Regions from separate parts of the Mus musculus genome. Here all the other regions are linked to region 1. A link is a contact called in public Hi-C and promoter capture Hi-C data. All regions are on one chromosome and are shown on one strand. The core of a region is the stretch at or near the end of the contact, and the rest is flanking DNA. Distances in the headings are between cores, read along the strand shown.

Evidence for each region. Promoter capture Hi-C pulls out the DNA fragments that hold promoters and counts their contacts. Hi-C and Micro-C count contacts between places; a contact is called where the count stands out from the background.
Region 2: a contact with region 1 is called in a Hi-C map of the G1E-ER4 cell line, with 2.3 times the contacts expected there. The contact joins two enhancer-like sites. A contact is called at or near these places in 2 of 484 Hi-C or Micro-C datasets (the G1E-ER4 cell line and cortical neurons).
Region 3: a promoter capture Hi-C map of hippocampal neurons shows a contact between it and region 1, with 2.5 times the contacts expected there. The contact joins the promoter of Fam135a here to the enhancer-like site in region 1. A contact is called at or near these places in 7 of 39 promoter capture datasets (the 3T3-L1 cell line, the C10 cell line, cranial neural crest and 4 more), 1 of 15 datasets of contacts at CTCF or cohesin (the NIH/3T3 cell line), 2 of 484 Hi-C or Micro-C datasets (bone marrow-derived macrophages and embryonic stem cells), 7 of 115 datasets of contacts at active chromatin or transcription factors (embryonic stem cells, epiblast stem cells, neural tube and 1 more) and 2 of 9 other capture datasets (adipose tissue and pancreatic islet).

Annotation. Positions count from the first base shown.
Region 1 is chr1:23,833,278-23,836,549 of GRCm38.p6, forward strand. All of the region lies in intron 2 of B3gat2 (beta-1,3-glucuronyltransferase 2 (glucuronosyltransferase S)), which reads left to right. Among named protein-coding and RNA genes, the nearest start is that of B3gat2, 73 kb to the left of the region's middle. Within about 2 kb of position 1,779, at least 29 of the 459 cell types and tissues checked have an H3K27ac peak or open chromatin away from gene starts, as enhancers often do. A contact at or near this core is called in the G1E-ER4 cell line, hippocampal neurons and neural stem cells, where this site is marked.
Region 2 is chr1:23,334,207-23,337,478 of GRCm38.p6, forward strand. No RefSeq gene overlaps it. Among named protein-coding and RNA genes, the nearest start is that of Mir30c-2, 44 kb to the left of the region's middle. Within about 2 kb of position 1,830, at least 21 of the 459 cell types and tissues checked have an H3K27ac peak or open chromatin away from gene starts, as enhancers often do. A contact at or near this core is called in the G1E-ER4 cell line, where this site is marked.
Region 3 is chr1:24,098,736-24,102,007 of GRCm38.p6, forward strand. It overlaps Fam135a (family with sequence similarity 135, member A), which reads right to left and starts at 1,606. Exons shown (of 21, transcript NM_026604.4): 1 at 1,326-1,606.

The DNA.
Region 1 (3,272 bases), core at 529-3,028:
CACCTGGTGTAGCTGCCACACCTGCTGTCTTTGCGTTGTGGCCACAAAACTTTCATAAAGCTGATTATCAGTCAAGGAGCCGCTAGTTCCTGCTGAAGAGCAGGAAAGGCTGTAGGAAAGGCAGTGTGCTCAAGGTGAGACGAAAGCTTGGTCCTCCCACCACAGCTCGCCTCAAGCCTCCCAGCTTCCTCTGGGTGGATGGTGGGGGGCTTCAACAGCTTCCAGATCCACCTCAGATTTCCCTCTCGGAGAACTCCCTCATTGCACTGATATCCTCGCCTCTCCTTGTTCTGAGTCCACAGGCTTTCACCTACTTCTGTAGCATTGACGACCTGGCCCTATTTGTCTTGATTTTCCTAACTGGACTCGGACTTACCAGAGAGTTAGGACCATGTCTTACATAGTAGCATCATCAGCACTAAGACGAGCCAGCAATAGGTTTGGGAAGGGTCCTTGTTTTGAACTTGCTGTGCAGCCAAGTATAACCTGCACGTGTGTGCCACAGTCCCTGTAAAGGTTTTCTGGAACAATGAACAATGGCCCAATGAAACTGAAAACTGAAAGATGATGTTATTTCATATAATCTTGGAAATGAGGAATTTACAGCTGGCCTGGGGAAAAAGAGAGGTCTTTTATTCTGGTGGTTGGTTCCTCAGCTGCAGCGCTGTGTGTGCTACCTGCCTTAAGGGCTCACAAGAGTAAAAGAACCTTCTCCATTTCACATCTGAAGAGAATGTGGCATGCACGGTGCACTGACAGCACTTCACCAAACCGCCTTTAAATAAGTGGGAAAGAAGAGATTTGAACCCAGGAGCATTGGGTTAAACATTTTCCCACAGTGACTGTCCTACACTGCCATTCCATTTCATTACAGGAGGTCATTAGGAAACTTCTTACAGCTTAGAATCAGAACCCAACAAGGCTCCCACTAAGCGCTGGGAACGGACACACGTAACAGCTTTGTTACTGAACCCCTCAAGCAATGGCTTCACTGCTATTACCCAGGGTTAGAACAAGACACAAGTTCCTTTTTTTTTCTGTTCTAATAGAGTGGTGTAGCATGACCCACTAAATAACGCCATGGAGAATGCAAATCTCTTAATTTCTCCCAACTGAAACATAGTTCACTTTTTGCTGCCAGTTAAAAATAACTACCAGAGCTTGAGAACATGAAACAGCGCCGGCATGCACCTCTGTGGTTGCATCTGCCCTTCACAGGATGGAGCAGGTTGTGTTCTCAGCCGTCTCTGAACCCGCCAAGTCTCTCCACCTCTAAGCTTCTAAGGCATTCTTGCTCAGAAAACATAGGTGAACATTTGCACACTTCAGTTACTTGAGGCCGTGTGATTCACACCGGCTCTCAGGGCCAGGCTTTCTGTCCACAGTCATCCTGACAGAGGCCATAGATTGTGGTTTTGTTGTCTCCAGATTAGAGATTTAAATGATTTGCCCCTAAATAGCATTTCTCTTCAAAGTACTTTAGTTCCCCGGCCCCACAGAGAACAATGACTGCTAAGTGGTTTTTGTTTGTTTGTTTGTTTGTTTGTTTTAAGAGTACACAGTAATTAAAGGCGCTGGAGAAGAATGGAGAGAGGCAGAGCAAGCCACAGCGCGCTTGAGGAGAGGTCCATTAGTCTGCTCTAGGATCCCGACTGGGAACTTTATGCTCTTCAGCAGAAGAGAATGCGTCTAAATTGATGAGAAGTAATATGCCAGCAGCTCTGTCTGCTTGCCAGGCATGGCAGATTCGAAAGGAGCCTTTGCCATGGTGTGTTTTGTCTAGCAGGGGGGTGTGAATGGCCAGGCTTAGAACCATGGCAACGGGAAACAGGCAGAAGTTCTTGCTCTCTCAAAACTGGGTTAGTTGCTACCAGAGTGTAACAGGCCACACCATCCCTCGTATGTCTCTTCCACGTGTGCCTGCTTGCCTTTTAGCCTCCTGTGGCATGTTACGATGCTACTGCCTTCATGGTGTCCTTGACCCTCCAGGCTAAGGAAACTCCAGTTGTTTACAAGTGAAGTCCTGGGTTTGTTATCACAACAGAAAAGCAGCTAGGTGGGAAGGGAAGTTAAATATCAATACGCATACCACAGGGAGTTTGTGAAATCCATGCCTATAAAAATTAGACAGCACATTTCTAAATAACCAGTTAGTCAAATAAGAAATAGTTTGTAAAATATTTTGAGATGAATGAAAATAGAATAGTAGCATCCTAGAACCTCATGGGTGCAGCTAATAGAGTGGTTAAAGGTCTTTAAATGCCTGTGCAAAAAAATAATAACAATGTAACCTTATAGGATACCTGGAAAAGACGAAACCAAGGTAATTTGAAAATGATTAAAGACCTGATAAGTAAATGAATAAAATGAACCATATGCAGACTAGAAAAGCAAACCAGAAAGTCACACTAAAGATCCTTTTGACATATAAACTAAGGGGCTTGGCTTGGTAGGTAAGAGCAGTTGCTATGCAGTGTGAGGGCATGCGTTGGAATCCCCAGTTCTCATGTAAAAGGTGAGCATGCGCATGCAACCAGTGCAGGGAAGGACATAGGCAGAGCCCAGGAGCTTGCTTGCTGGCCAGCCTAGCGAACCTGCCCAGACTCGGGTGAGTGAGAAACCCTGTCTCAGGGAATTAGGTAGAAGGCAGTGGGGGAAGACACCAGCGTCTTCTGACCTCTGCAAGTGCACTCTTGTGGGAAGCACACACATGTACGCTGAGTACACACACACACACACACACACACACACACACACACACTTTTCAATGGGATGAATATAACCCATCAACCTTACAGAAACTTTGAAAAAATTCAGAGAATTATGAAAAAAGGCATCTGAAATTAAGGAACCAAGGTGATAATAAATTCACGGTTAAACTAGTAAAACTGACTTAAGAAGAGGCAGAATCTGAGCCAATCCATAAATACACACACAGTGGGTAATTGGTAGTCAACAAACGTACAGCGCAAATGGCTTCTCCTGTGATTTCTATTAAATATCTAAAGAAAAATTAGTAATCCTTCACAAACATTTCCAAATTTCAGAGAGAGAATTAGTTTTGAGCCATCTGACAGACCAGTATCACTTTGATACCAAAGATGTAACAAAGCAATTATAAGTCTGTCTCCCTTTTAAATATACATGCAAAATTGTATATTATATGTGTGTGTGTATAGAGGGACAGAGAGACTGAAAAACAGACACTAGCATCATTTTAACAATTTTTTGTCATGGCCATCCAACCATGATCATTTTGGATTATCCCTGGA
Region 2 (3,272 bases), core at 580-3,079, 500 kb before region 1:
TTGAACATCATCTTTTTGAAGGTTCACAAATTGCTTTACCGCTGTCACGACAGAGCCACTCTTCAGTCACTTTGAAAAATTATAAAAGACACACACACCAAAAAAAAAAAAAAAAAAAAAGTCTGAAGATGAAAGAAGAGAATGTTTCTCTTTCCCAATAAAAAGGGAAGGGGAGCAATCCTAGGAAGTTACAGGATGCTAGTAGCTGAGTACACGTTCCAGAGCAAACGATCAAACAAGCCACTGCCATGCCTCCTGAGCAACGGGCAGTGTGAGAGAGAGAGCATAGTGTTAACCAGGACAATAGAGAGACTTATTATAATCCTGAGCAATATTTAACACCAATGGATTTCTAAATCTATTGCACTGAATAAGTATCATGGTACTCTGAACGTGGGCGGAGCCTCACATCTTCCGGAGAAACCCTATGCAATTCTGAGTAATCACACTTTCATTTGTTGGATTCTTAGGCTTGTTATACTTGTCGGGATCCCCTGAAATATGACAAGCTTAAAACTGGGGTTTGAAATGTCTAAGATATTTGTGCCTGTAGTCAATGTCACTTAGAGTAGATGCTTGACTCATGGGTTCCCTACCTGTTGTGATCCATGCGTTGATAGAGACTATTGACATGGAAGTGATGGAAATCTGGGCCACAAAATCCTATTCTCTGTCTTCCTTGTCTATAACTGATTGCTGTAGATCTGCATAATTCATTCCAGCTTAGTTGGAATGACTTAGTTGACCAAATTCCCTCCAGAACATCAAATGAAAAGGTGGGAAGGCTCTTTTCTGGTTTTCCAGGCTTGAACAGCCATGAGCAGCAAAGTCTCTCAGTGACACCTTGCACTAGGCAGGGCTGGCAGTCAAACATGCCTCAAAATCCTATAAGGCCCAAGCCTATGGTGTCACATTAGGACCTTGTGATCAGGCTCTGATTTTACACAGTGACCCGATGAGGGAGTTCCTTTTGCTAACTGGCAATGTATTTCTTCTGTGGGATTTTAGGAGGCTGGGCTGTCCGAATAGTGCCAACACACAGAGGAGGAGCCCTACACACCCTACGGGTCCTTGTTGAACTGTTATCAGTGTTAACATTATATGCTTACTTTGTGAAACTTTATTATATAATTAATATAAATATTATATAAATACTTGTGTATATATACAAATATGCATAGCACTTAATAAATATAATATAGACACCTAAATTATAAACTTAAATGGCGTTCACAATGGACAAATTTCTTATTACAGGTCACAGTAGAGAGAACCTCCTTTAATGAATTATGTACACCTAAAAACAGGTGAATAAATATCAAAACCAGTATTGAAAAAAAATGGCAGCAGCAACATTGAAGTCTCTAGTCAGCATTAAGGTTCCATTGTTTCAATGAAAGCTGTAACTTCCACCTGGTAGGTGTAAAGGGGAAAGGAAACCATCGATAATGTTTCTTTGTTTGAAATGTTTCTTTGTAACTGTTTATGCTGCTTTGGATCCACTCACCAGACAGCAGAGCAGATGCTGGGCAGAGTCAGAAACTCCCAGCTTGTGTTGAGCGCACAAATCGCACAAATAGCACTGAGGACAGGTGTTGTAGGGATTAAAGTAGTAGCATTTGTTTTTAAGACTCCATTCTAAGTTCACTCGCCCTTAGAGAGGCATGGCCCCCACCCTTGAGGTAGCAGTTGCAAAATAGACACAGCAGCTGCAGCTAGCTGATAACAGCAGAGTGGGCTAAGAAAACATAACTCTTTCCCAGGGCAAGGTGCTGCTTTTTCATGTAACTCTCCTTTCCTTTGACCAACTAGCTTAAAGGCCAACAGTCCTTTTACCCTCTTACCCTCTCATGTAACGCCAAGACTTGGACACTCCCATTTGCATTTCTTTTTTTTTATAAAGCCCCTTCCCCTAGACCTCTGGGCCGCTCTCCTATTCTGTTGCATCAGGAAGGTTGGTGGCCTGAGCTTGAGCTTGAATAAAGATTCTCTCCTGTACTTGCATCGGAGTTGTGGACCCACGCTGTCTCTTTGGGCTTCTCACGATCTGGGCATACCATTGTGCAAGTGCATCTTTCAAACTCAGCTCACAACAGTGTCATCTTAGGTCCTCCGCAGCCGTCTAAGTCTTAATGCAACATCTCGGAGCGCGGCCCTCACATTTCATCATTCCTACCTCACCCATCAACCTCCACTGGCTTTATTCTGTTACACGTGAGTGATCAATAGTTAATCCTATCATTTTATAACCTAAATAAAAGCTTTTACCCTGTAGAAGGAACAAGGTAAGTCAAGAAAAATAAATAAATAAATGGACATTGCAAACATTTATGCGTGACCCTTGAACATACCACATGAAGTTTAAAATCTTCTTTAATCCACTCAGTCAGTCAGTCAATCATGTTAAGTCAACACCTTAGTCCTGTCAGTGCCTGCTCAAGCCTGAAGAATCAAACTCTGTGATTCCAGCTAAAAAGAATGTTTTTGTGCTGGAATAACTGTCAATTATCTCATGACTCCCCACCCCCACCCCCAGTTTATGGGAGCTCGTTAGAGCAGCATCCCTTCCTCTTAAACATCCACCCACAATTTACCATTAGCTATATCACTCGCAATTAAAGGTTTCTCTTCCTGATAAAGTTTCTCAACATATGCTGCCCCCCCCCTTATTTTAAGAGTGGAGTGATTAGGAACAAGTAGAACATATGCCTCTTCATCACACTTTATCCCTTTTCTTGATATTTTTCTCTCCTCTGAGACACCATAGGTTTTTGATGTTCACGACGCCTGTGCATGTCTGCGACATCCATCACTGAGAGCCTTACCTGCCAGGACAAAGCCACTGCGGAGGAGGGAGAGCCATTGCTAGCCAAATCCCTTTAGATTGTGTCAGAATGAGCAATGGTGGTCAGAGGCTGTAGAAGAGCCCAGATCCTGTGGGATTCTGGGATGCTTTATCTAGATTGGCATTGTGCAAATCTCTGGATTGGGTATTTTCTTTAAGCATTTTTTCATGTTCAACATAAGCCACAATTCCATTTTTAAGGCGAACTCATTCAACATACCAAGTTCCTCAACTAAGAGTATTTTTTTAAGTATTTTGTTACTTGGCTTCATGGGCAAACAATGATTTGGCTTTTACTTCTAAGGTCACCGAATGCCCTGAGATAGAATAACAGCTCTGCAAGGAAATGGTATGAGGAATGGAAAATTGCAAGCATTATCTGGCCATTGCCAGTTGCTTGAGTATTGTTGGGTTCTCTGCTATACGT
Region 3 (3,272 bases), core at 356-2,855, 270 kb after region 1:
CTTTACTGACAGTAACTGCCTCAGCAGATGCCTCCAGAGCGTGACACTACACCATCGTCAACAGAAACACAAGGTTCATTTCAATTAGATTGGATTCAAAATGGAGGGAAGAAAAGCTCCCAAATGTATTAAGTTCTTTTGCCCAAATCAAAAGATTAAATACTTCTTTCTTGATAAGCAATTATCCTATTCTTGTTCGCAAAAACTGTACGCATTTATTAAATAGAACAAGCTCAAAATGATGTAACCAACCGTAATCGTAAAACAACAAATCAATACATTTTATATAGTAATTTTTGTTAAATTTCACTTCAGATTTGTTCCTGGTCAACTGTTATTTACTGGAGCACTGACCTCTGGCAAATCTTAACTCTTTATAAATGGCCAGTTTGTTTCTCATAACATGACTGGTACATGTAATTCAAGATCCAATCAAGTGAGCTGCCATTCTTTAGAGAATTTCTGGTGAAGAAAGATGAAGAAACTGCTCTGGAAGCTTCAGTGGGGATACTAGGCATAGCCCTAGCTTGCGTAGAAAGCAGAAGAGAACAGAGGTTGTTACAACTCTTCGGGGATGTAATAAAAAGTAAAACATATGGACTGAAAAAGAGGTTCCATCCACACATATAGGAAAAAGGAGTTTTATGGCTTAAAAAACAAAACACCAACATTAAAGAACTAAAATCGGTTCGGTGGTTAGGAGCGGCTGGACCGAAAGCAATGAGGCGGGGGGACCAAAAGAGGTTAAGAGAGTGAGGGCCTCTGAAGGCAAGGCTCGACACTGGAGCAAAGAGATGCTTAAACGCAACAACAAAACGCAAAAGGCCAAAAAGCCCACCCTCCCACAAGTCAGTAACTAACAAAAGAGCTAGAACGAGGTGCCAAAGGAGAAAATAGTGCTAACAGCGAGGAAACTGATCGGCGACGGCCAAGAGGTTAACGACTGGGGATGCACAGTCGAGGGACCGAGCTGGACCGAGCGGAGAGCTCGACCGACGTCGAGGGACCCCCGGAGCCAAAGGGCGCGCGGGCGCGGGTGGAAGCGAATGAGGGTCGAAGGACCAGGCGGCGACCGTGGAGTGGGGCGGAGAGCCGGCGGGACACCGGGCACGACGAGTGGCAAGGGCCGGCCGGGGGCACCCGCCTGCGCGCCGCGCCCCTCGCGTCCCCGCCGACCTTCAGCGGGCCCAGGACCCGGCTCCGACTGAGGCCAGGGCGCCAGAGGCAGACGAGGCGAGGAGGCCACTTCCTGTCCGGCCCCGCGGGGGAGATGGACCTGGCCCGCGTCGCGGGGCCGGGAGTCGCGCGGACAGCGAGGGGCTCACCTCTCAACCGGCACGGCCTCGGCTGGCGCCTGTGCGACGGAGGAGCTCTGCGTCCGGCTGGTAGGCGTCCTTAGCCAGGTCCGCACCATCCCGCCCCGGGCCCGCTCACATCGCCATCGCAGCACCCGCAACCACCGCAAAGCCAAGAGCCGGCTCGTCTCCGGCGCTCGGCTCCCGGCCCAGAGCCGCCGGCGAGCATGCGCAGTCGCGTCGGTCCCAAGGGAACCGGGCCGCCGAGCGCTACCTGCGTTCAACAGGTCCCGGCCCGCGGCCCCGCCCCTGGGGCTCTCCCCTCCCCCTCCCGCAACGTCCCGCCTTCTCTGAGGCGAGGACCCGCCCCCTTGGGCTCCAAGTCCCGCCCCCCCAGGAGACTCAGCTGCCGCGGGCCCCCGGCGCCAACCGAGATTTGAAGATTTGTTCTCCCTTCCCGGCTCGCCCCTCCCGAGTTCCCGCGAGAACGGGAGACTTGCGTCAATAAAAAGCGCGAGCCCAGCCGGGGTGGGAGCTGGGGGTAGGGGGGGGGATAGTGTGAACCACTGGTCGAGAGTTAAAGGGCCCCAAGAGATGCGAAAGGACAGTTGAAGACTGAGGAGATTTCTCTCGAAGTCATCTACGTCTTCTCTCCTTGCTGCCATGGCTAGAGCCGACCCTCGCGCCTCTGCCAGGGCAGTGGGTCGGTGCTGCCCCAGCAGTCGCTAATGGGGCCATCCATGGTGTGGCCATGCGTGCAGCTGATCTATTAGTGTCTTGATTGATGACATCTTAAATAGAAGCTTTCAGGTCTTAAATTCCATTAACGGAAGCCCATAGTCTTTCATTGATTAACTTCATTTTCTTCTTTCCCGCTGTCCGAACAGAACATTTTTTAAAGATTTATTTACTTTACATCCTGCTCGGTTCCCCCTTCCAGATCCCCTCCCCTCCCACAGTCCTTCCCCCACTCCCCCTTCCCTTCTCTGAGTCTGTGAGGCTGGCACTTCCTATCCCACTGAGGCAGGACAAGGCAGCCCAGCTAATAAAACATATCCCACATAAATGGAGCTGCTTTGGGGATAGTAGCTCCCCTCCCCCTCCCGTTGTTGAAGACCCACATGAAGACCAAGCCACACATCAGCCACACATGCTGGAGGAAGTGGGGTTAGGTCCAGCCCGTGTATACTCTTTGGTTGGGGGTTCAGTCTCTGAGAGCCCCAAGGGTCCTGGTTAGTTGGTCTTCCTGTGGAGTTCCTATCCCCTTCAGGACTGCAATCTTTCCTCCTATTCTTCCATAAGAGGCCCCTCGCTCCATCCACTATTTGGCTGTGGGTGTCTGCTTCGGTTTGAATCATCTCCTGGGTGGAGCCTACAGAGTATCCTTATAATAGTGTCAGGGTTTGGTGCTTGCCCATGGATGGGTCTCAAGTTGGGCCACCAGCAGGACATTTTATAGCTCGTTAAAGCTTCTGTGTGTGACTCAAGCAAGGTTGGGAATTTCAGCAACAGCTGAAAATTTCCCTCAGAGCTGTAACACTTTCACACAGCTCAAGATAAAATGAATGGGGAGAACAGAACACAGCTTGTGATAAAAATGAATTAGGAGGAGAGAGTGGTGTCTCTTAGATATAATGTGAGGGAACATGATGCCACTGATAATCTGCTTGAAGATGGTTAAAAATGGCAAATATTGTGTATATTTGCTAGAATAAACATGAATGAAACCTTTCTGTCCACTTGGCAGTGGTGATGTGGCCTTGTACCTTAGGCCGTTTGAAACCAAGTGTTAAATGTGATTTAACCACTGGCTTTTCTTCAGTTTTTGGGCAAAATTTGAACAGGATTGGAATGCCCGTGTCACCTTATGATAATGTTTGCATAAATGATCCTTCTGGTACAGTTACTCTTGTTTTTTACAGACAGAGTCATATCTACTACGATGGGTGTCCACAATGCACAATGGTAAGGTATTTT